Linked DNA regions of Rattus norvegicus: region 1 is linked to region 2. The links are chromatin contacts, called in public Hi-C maps. All regions are on one chromosome and are shown on one strand. Each heading gives the region's core, a stretch centred on a gene start, on an enhancer-like site or on the middle of the called end of the contact. The rest is flanking DNA. Distances are from core to core; before and after follow the strand shown.

What was found. Hi-C and Micro-C count contacts between places; a contact is called where the count stands out from the background.
Region 1: a Hi-C map of the A7r5 cell line shows a contact between it and region 2, with 5 times the contacts expected there. The contact joins two enhancer-like sites. A contact is called at or near these places in 4 of 12 Hi-C or Micro-C datasets (the A7r5 cell line, Schwann cells, frontal cortex and 1 more).

What each region holds. Positions count from the first base shown.
Region 1 is chr13:41,435,353-41,439,688 of GRCr8, forward strand. All of the region lies in intron 11 of Mgat5 (alpha-1,6-mannosylglycoprotein 6-beta-N-acetylglucosaminyltransferase), which reads left to right. Among named protein-coding and RNA genes, the nearest start is that of Mgat5, 210 kb to the left of the region's middle. Within about 2 kb of position 1,904, at least 36 of the 93 cell types and tissues checked have an H3K27ac peak or open chromatin away from gene starts, as enhancers often do. A contact at or near this core is called in the A7r5 cell line, where this site is marked.
Region 2 is chr13:41,022,702-41,027,537 of GRCr8, forward strand. No RefSeq gene overlaps it. Among named protein-coding and RNA genes, the nearest start is that of Nckap5, 190 kb to the left of the region's middle. Within about 2 kb of position 1,515, at least 2 of the 93 cell types and tissues checked have an H3K27ac peak or open chromatin away from gene starts, as enhancers often do. A contact at or near this core is called in the A7r5 cell line, where this site is marked.

The DNA of each region.
Region 1 (4,336 bases), core at 654-3,153, 410 kb after region 2:
ATAGGGCGGCGCTTCCCACCTCAACTTACCCAATCTAGGAATTTCCTCACAGACTTGCCCAGAGGCTGCTCTCCTGGGTGGTCCCAGCTGCCGCCTACTTGGCGGCATTTGCCATCACGCTTGCTGGGAATAGACCGTGGAAAGTAAAGAGAACTCGGAGATCAGGGTGGTTTTTGTAGAAGCCCCATCTGTTTCTCTTCCGGGATGGACTGATAACGGAGAGTGCAGTGGTCCCCGAGTCTCATTTACAGTGAAATTTTACTGATTTCCTTTGAAATGCAAATATTCACCCTCATGCCCTCCAGCCACAGCCAATACCTTGTGTTCTCAGCATAGGGCAAAGCAAAAAAAAAAAAAAAAAAAAAAAAAAAAAAAAAAAAAAAAAAAAAAAAAAAGAAGACAAAGAAAAAGAAGCTTGGATTGAGGGATTGAGGTTAGAGCCAGATGGAAAGTCAGTGTGAAAAAACCGTGTGTGTGCATGTGTGATTTGGTGGTGAGGTGCAGGTACCAGCAGAGGTCAGAGGCATGGAATTCCCCTTGGAGCCGCCACACACGGGGGCCAAGCTTAGGCCCTCTGCAAGAGCAGCAAGGGCTCTTAACCACGGAGCCTCTTGTCCAGCAGCCAAGAAGGTCGGGTTTGGTATCAGCCAGGCCTATGGCTATGGATTCTGTATAAGCAGAGTGAAGAACACTCGTGTTGAGAGTTGGTGTCTTGCCTGGATGCATACAGCTGCTGGGCAGCTCCTTTTGGTCAACCACAAGGAGCCTAGCACCCGGAAGAACCACCTTCTTGTGTGTGGGGGGGGGGGGCGGGGGGGCAGGGGATGTTTAAAAAAACACCCAGGGTCTGGTGACAAGTTTCGTTACAGAGACATAGAAGAGTCAGACATGTTCTGACCATTGCGTCTGTAGGTGCGTGATGCCCTCAGCCACCAACATGCAAGGTGCTGTTCCTCAAGTTATCTCACAGTAAAACTGGGAGTTGAAACTTTCAAATATGGATGAGATTTCTGGGGGCTTCTAGATGTAGTGTGTGTTTTCACGGAGTCTCAAATTTGATTTAGTACCGAACTACAGTTGCACCATGGCAGTAAGGATAGATGGGAGTGTGGCTTAGTTACTGTGTTTGCCTAGCAGGTAGGGAGTCTCTGGAGTCCATCCCCAGGAACACATAAGCTGTAGTGGTGGTTGTCTCAGTTCTAGCGATGGAGAGATGGCAGCAGGAGGAGGAGAAGTTCAAGGTCATCCTTGGCTGTACAGTGAGTGGCCTATAGAGGGGGCTAGAGGAGACCCTGCCTCCAAGAAAGGAAAAAAAAAAAAAAATAGACTCTTCCCTCCCTCTCTTACATCCAAGCTAAATGCTAAAAGAATCTTTGACACGTGCACCAAAAAATAAAAAAATTGCATGTGTGTATTTTTTCTTCTTTTGTGGATTTTTAATCATCTTGCTTTTATTATGTTTTAGATAACGCATCACATAACAAGACCCACAAAACACTTTAGATGGTCATTGTGTTGTAAGTGCCTGTATGGGGACATAGACAAACTGAGTCACAGAACAAATATGCCAAGAGTGGAGTGTTAGTCACTCCAACAGTTTCCTGAAAATACAAGTTAAAAACCATCATCTTAAAGTCTAGAGCCCTAGAGCAACAAAGGAAAGGGTGCTTAACATGCACAGGCTGTCTTCCCATCACCCTGTTCTTTCCAGTTCTAGTGCCCTCCCCTCTGTGCTTCTCAAAAAGGAGGAAAAAAGGAAAACTAGCAGGAAAACGGTGAGCAGCCAGCCCTTGCTTTGTCTCTCGTTGGCCATAGAATTTATTCAGTAATTTCCCCTTCAACTAATGTAGCCATTGTCCTTGCCTCTGGGCACTTGTTCAAACACACAGAAATGGGAGAACAGATTGGCTGACTGAGCACAGCTCCTCAGTCAGGGCCCTGTTACCTCCTCCTCCTGTGGCCCTCATTAGGCCCTGCCTTGGAGATGAGCTGGTGAGGGGTAGGATCTGCGTAGCCTGCACATCCCACAGAGCGCCTTTGCAGCACTGCCTCCCTTCTTCATCTTCCTCTCATAAGGATGAGAGTAGAGCTAGGGTGTCTCACTCTGAGCAGGTCACCTCCGATGGGTTGAGAAGGTCTCTGGAGGCAGGGGAGTGGCTCTCAGTACTATAGTACACCCTCAGCACCCACATAAAAAGGCCTGGTGTGGCAGCTGTCACTCACCGTCCCAGCCTATGGGAGGTAGAGACGGGTAGATTAATGGAGCTCACTGGGCAGACCCGCTAGCCCAACCAGCGAGCTCAAGTTCAGTGTTAACTTTAGGGACGCTAAAGATGCAGCTCAGTGACTAAAAGCAAACACTGCTCTTCAAATTCTAGCACCCATGTCAGGCAAGTCACAACTTCCTATAACCCCATTTCTAGGGGGTCTGATGCCCTCTTCTGGCCTCATGCAGGGACACACCTCTACACATAAATAGTGTTTAGAAAAAAACCAGTAAGGTGGAAATTGATTGAGGAAGACACCTGACCTGTCTCCCACATACAAATAATGTCACTTGTGTGTGAATGCCCAACCCCCCTTCCACCACCATACATACAGAGAGAGAGAGAGAGAGAGAGAGAGAGAGAGAGAGAGAGAGAGAGAGAGATCTGGACTGACTGTAAATGGCAAAGCATTCCTTAGCTCTTAGAAACCCAGAGCAAAGCAAAAGAGAAGTTTGCACCCAAAGGTGAATGGCGGTCACGGCTGAAGTTGCAGAACGTGGATTGCACTGGACGGACGGCCTCAATTCCTGGGGGAGTTTGCTTCTGTGTTATTTATGCAGGTTCGGTTTGAGTCAGACTAAACAAGGGTTGCTTCCTGTCTTATCAGCTGTGTGTGACCTTCACTGAGCCATCACCCAGCGAGCTGAAATTTATCTGAACAAGATGGGAGGCAGAGTTGATGAAGGTTACTATTTAATCAAGAGAGAATTGTCTTCCAATCAGATAGCCCCCTCCCAGTGAAACATACTTGAAAATTATACAGGGCTGAGGCAACGGCTCCCGTTGTTAAAGTGAGAGCCACAGGCAAACCTGAATTCCCAGAACCCACATAGTAGGAAGCCAGGCATGATGACACACACTTGAAGCCCAGCACTAGGGAGGCAGAGAGAGGAAGCTAACTGGGTTCACTGCTACACATCTGCCTAGTCAGTGAACCTGGTGTGGGCCCTAGTGAGGAGTCCTGTCTCAAAACAAAGTAGAGGTGTCCTCTTACCTGCACACACACACACACACACACACACACACACACACACACACACACACACACACAAATTTCAAAACATAGAGTCACAAACTACAATTGTTCTCGGCTGCTGTGGTATAGCTTCCCACTCGGGTATATGGTAAAGATGTAGAGCCTATAGGTAGGGTAGGCCAGAAGGAAAATCCTTTTCTTCTAGAATATTCTGCCCTATACACATCCCAGCTTTGAAGGATTTGGCTTTTAGAGAAGCTTATACCCCAGAGACTCTCGGTATTTGCTTGGTCTTCAGTCCACACATCTGCCCAATGTAACCCCAAAGGCAATCATGCCTGGCTGTTGGTTGCAGTTGCTTAAGGAGATCTGTTCCTGTTGCTAGGTGGTGGTGGCTCATGCTTTTAATCCCAGCACTCTGGAAGCAGAGGCAGGCAGATCCGTGAGTTCAAGGCCAGCCCGGTCTACAGATCGAGTTCCAGTACAGCCAGGGCTCCATAATGCAACCCCGCACCAAAATGCAATGTGTGGCTGTTGTGTAGACAGCCTAGCCTGTACTTACCAAGCCAAGATGGCTAAGATGTCATCGAGCCATGAATCCCATGAGACAGCCATTGCTTATACAATCCATACTTGACTATAGTAGTGTAGACCATGGCTGTGCATCTCCTGTGTGCATGTGTGTATAGGCCAAAGGTCGATGGTTATTGTTTTCAATCACATCCTTCTTAGTTTTTCTATCTATCTATCTATCTATCTATCTATCTATCTATCTTCTATCTTTCTATGTATCTGTCTGTCTATCTGTCTATCTACCTACCTATTGTCTATCTTCTATCTACCTACCTATCTACCTATCTATCCATCTCTATCTACCTACCTGTCTGTCTGTCTATCATCTATCTATCTATCTATCTATCTATCTATCTATCTATCTATCTATCTCTATCTCTATCTCTATCTATCTATCTTCTATCTATCTTTCTATGTATCTGTCTGTCTATCTATCTACCTACCTATCTGTCTATCTTCTATCTATCTACTTACCTATCTATCCATCTCTATCTACCTACCTGTCTGTCTGTCTATCATC
Region 2 (4,836 bases), core at 265-2,764:
AATTATTTCTTCATTGTTTATGCTGCACATTCATTCAACAACACAACACTTTAGAAAATATCCATTCTCTGAACCCCAGATAACACTCCAGCACAGTGGCTCTCAACCTCCCTGATGCTGTGATCCTTTAATGCAGTTCCTCATGTTGTGGCGACCCCCAACCATAAAATTATTTTCATTGCTACTTCATACCTGTAATTTTGCTACTGTTATGAATCACAATGCAAATATGTGATATTTCTGATGGTCCTAGGAGACCCCGTGAAAGGATTGTTCAACTCCCAGGCTGAGAACCACCGCTCCCCAGTTTCTCCTTGTGTACTCTTCAATGCCTCCCTCACAGTACAGCTACCCCAAAGTCTTCCTTAAGTCTGCCCTTCTGTCATAGCATTCTGATCTGGTTTTGCTCTTTGCTCTCCACTCAGAATTAACTGCTTAATCCGACCCAGGCCTCCCAGTGATAATTCCCATGGTTCCACACATGCATATTAAACCGCAGTCAAGTTCAGTGATTACTGAACCGGAAAGGAGATTAGCAATAAATCAAAGTCTTAAGGAAACCATTTGTAGCTTATAAAAAGGATGCCCCGTATGCACCGTATTTCAAATGATATTTACATCTGCTCTTTAGTACAGGACATAAAGTGTAGCCGGATCAAATACCATTGATCTGGGGAAGACAATGAAATCATAGTGACTCTCAGTGGACATGTGTCTCTGTAGTGGAGTGTTGTAGTTTCACATCTGTCGCTATGATAAAATATCTTGGGGGAAAAAAAAACTAGTTTAATGGAAAACGGGCTTATTTTACTTCACAATTCCTGATTACAGCCCAACCCTTCGGGGACATCAAGGCAGCAGGACCTTGAAGCAGCCAGTTACATCACACTCATAGTCAAGAGCAGAGAGCAGTAAATTAATGCATGCCTGTGCCTGTGCTCAGCTCGCACTCTCTAGTGCACACACACACACACACACACACACACACACACACACACACACACACACACACACACACCGTTAAATACTAAAAAAATGCTACTCTCTGGCCCCAGTGGTCTTGCCACCGCCACAGCCTGCCTCCAAGCACCCATGCTATCGCCTCAGGGCACCGGCGGGCCTGGCCTGTTCTCCTCTCGGAAGACTCTTGACCAGGGAGCTCTGAAATCTCTCCGCCCGACTCACTAAGTAAGTTTTCATGGCGGGTCGCTGCCACGCCAGCCCCATGCATCCAAATTCCCATGGCTGGCTGGGGTGCCCTGCCACTGTACCTTTCTCTGGAACTCAGTTAGGTTGCCATGTGAAGGAAAACGCCACACAAACTTAATTTAGAACCAACAGGTAACTCAATCGCTGGGTGCAGCAACTAGCATCCTAATTTGTAAGCCATTCTAAGTTAAATCCTATGGTGGGGAATCCTGGCGGATCTGCCATCTAAACCGGGGGCCTCTGTTTTGCTACATGCTGCTTCCCCCAGGCTCTCCCGGTCCCAAAGCTAGTCACCTTTTCCTGGCTCTTCTCTTTCGCCCTCTGACCCGGAAGTCCCGCCTACTTGCCCAGTGATTGATTGGTCCCCTGAAATCTTCATTCTCTAGGTGAATATCCATACACACAAACACACGCGCGCGCGCGCGCGCGTGTGTATAAATTTGAACAAGAGAATTTGCATTACTGAATGTTAGATTCTGTGATATCTGTTTTGACCGTAGATGCTTACTAAATCCATACAGCATAGGAGATTTATAAAAATTCTCTACCCATTGCATTCACTGGCAAGGACTGCTATAACAAAATGCCACAGACAAGCCGACTAAACAAGAGAAGACTATTTTCTCAATGTTTTGAATGCTGGGAATCCTGGAGTTAAGTTTCTAGCAATTTCCACTCTGACTCTTCCTCCAGCCTGTAGATGGCAGTCTCCTCCCTGGAACCTGTGTTCTCACTCTTACAAGGGTATCTCTACTTGTTACTCTATCTGACAAAACCAGTTTAAGGCAGAAAGGTTTTATTTGGACTGGCAGTTTGAGGGCACAGTGCATCTTGGTGGAGAAGGCATGGTGGCAGGAATATAAGGCAGCTGCTCACACCGTGTTTGCACTGGGAAGTAGAAGGCAGAGGGGAAAGCGACCAGGCTATAAAGACCCAAAGGCACATAGTCAGTGATCTGCTTCCCCCAGCAAAGCACTGCCTCCTGAAGATTCTACCGCCCTCCCACCCAGTGCCTTCAGCTGGGAACAAGCATTTGAACATGGGAATCTATGGGGGGTGTTTCACATTCAAACCACAACATAGGCAAACCAAATGCATGAAATTAGAAGTTATAACAATGACTTGATTTGACTTTGTTATTACCTTGAAGGACTTCCGCTCCAAATGATCTCATTCTCAGGTACTTGGTGTTAGGATTTCAGGGCTGGGGGATGTGGCTCAGTTAGTAGAGTGCTTGCCTAACACATGAAAAGACCTGGGTTTTGTCCTCAGCACTACATTAACCAGGCATGCTAGCATACATCTGTAACTACAGCACTGGCCAGGAGACAGGAGGTCAAGGTCGTTGTAGTGACACAGAGAGTTCAAAGTTAGCCTGGGCTACACGACCTCCACCCCACACTGTGAGTGTGTGTGTGTGTGTGTGTGTGTGTGTGTGTGAGAGAGAGAGAGAGAGAGAGAGAGAGAGAGAGAGAGAGAGGTTAATATGAATGGGAAGGATACAATTCGTTGCTCAATGACCCCTTTTGTATAGGAGGCTACAAAAACTCAGTGTAGGGGGTTGGGGATTTGGCTCAGTGGTAAAGCGCTTGCCTAGCAAGCGCAAGGCCCTGGGTTCAGTCCCCAGCTCTGAAAAAAAGAAAAGAGAAAAAAAACTCAGTGTATCAGTACTACATTGTACAGTCCAGTCAGGACTTGAACACAGATCTATATGACTCACAAGTTTCTGTATTCAGCTATTATACAGTAGGCAAGAGCTAACCCCATTCTCCCTGTCCATTTCTCTTCTGTCACAAGATACCCCTAAAAGACCTGATTTCCTTGCATGCAACCTTGATAACTTCTTCGTTCACCTTGTAATCAAGAGCTGTCTGTAGATCTGAATAAACCAGATTGATCACTGGAGGGTCAGATCTAAACTAGAACTCTTGGCACCAACTGGGAGTCTAACCTGAGTCAAACATGTGTGGCAGATACTGCCAGTTCCATGCCCTTCCTAGCATGGCATTTCTGTTGCAAGGCATGCCTGGCAGGTCCTAATGTTAATACAGGAGACTTCCCAACAATATACATTCTGTTAATTAACCCCAAAAGTTTACACAGGCCAGATCATCAACTTCTTGTCAACACTTGGCTCCAAAGTCTAACCTAGGTCTAACAGGTGTTCTAACAAGCCACGATACAATTCACACTGCGTGTTACAGCAGATTTAATTGCTCCAAACTCTGGGAGCACCCCAACCATTTTATCCTGAATGGCTGCCTCTCACTACTTTGTCTCTTGATAAAAATCAACGCCATTGATGGAATTGAAGTGGAGTGGGGGGGGGGGGTGGAAGCTATGACAATCAACTTTGACACAAGACTGCCTTCTTCTCCCAGAACCAATGGCATTCTGGGAATGATGGGAACTGTACCAGGGACAAATGAGAGATGGTTCAGTGGTTAGGTGCACACCATGTCTTTGCGGAGGACCCATGTCCCAAGCACCCTCATCAGGGGGCATACAAGTACCTGTAACTCCTGCTGCAGGACATTACTGATGCCATCTTCTGGATTCCATAGGCACCTAGACTCATCTGTGCACATAACACACACACACACACACACACACACACAGACACACACACCACGGTTTTCAGAAATAAATCCTTAAGAAGAAAATAGAGCAGTGAAATTAATCCGCATGCATGGCTCTCTTACCCCCTTCTTTTTCTTTTTTGTCCAACCAATAATTTCAACTTAAAAAATGTCTCACCATGGGACAGGTTTTCACCCGAAATCTAGAGAGGTGGGTAATACATTCACTCCACAACCATGCTTGAGAGATCAACATCTGGGGCTTGGGACAAGTGGTAATGGCACTGAGTGACCTGGACCAGCAGGTCATTCTTCAGTGACAGGGTCCTGAGGAAGAAGGGACGCAGGAATCAGAGAAAAAGAAGATGGAGTAGGTGGCCTCCAGATGTCTTGAGCAAGCGATATTTATGTCAAGCAAGCCTATTAAGAAGTACAGCAGCAGGTATACTGTTTCCAGGGGATAAATGGGCAGTGTCAAAGGAACGCTTTATCATATAATGGGAATAAGTTGGCTAATCAACCAATGTTGCAAAGGGGGACACTGAATATCTCAAGGGTGTCAGAAACCAGTGGCCTTGGAACTGATCAACATAGCTTCTTAGGGTCGACTTGTCAGGATCTACAACTCCCCCAGAGCCCTGGCCCCATGCCATAGCTGGCTCTGCCAAGCGTGTTCCTTCGTGTTCCTTCTCCATCTATCAGGGCCTTGGGGAAAGCCTTGTATCAAGGTCAGCCTTGCCCTCCACAACTGAGCACAGCCAATTCAAAGTTGCATGTGGCTCAGGTCGAATGGGTGCAAAAGGTCTTTGATATCCAATGGGAATTTTTCATATGGTGCAATGATTATCAGCCCACTGTTATAGGGAGTTCAAAACACCAATTCTTCTCTCCATAGACCCATATACACACACAGAGAGATACATAGACCCACACTCAGACACACACACACACACACACACACACACACACACACACACACGCAACTTAAGCTTAAAATTGAAAACTTAAGTAGCATCCTTCCACCTCTCTATTAACCATAGGCACTGGA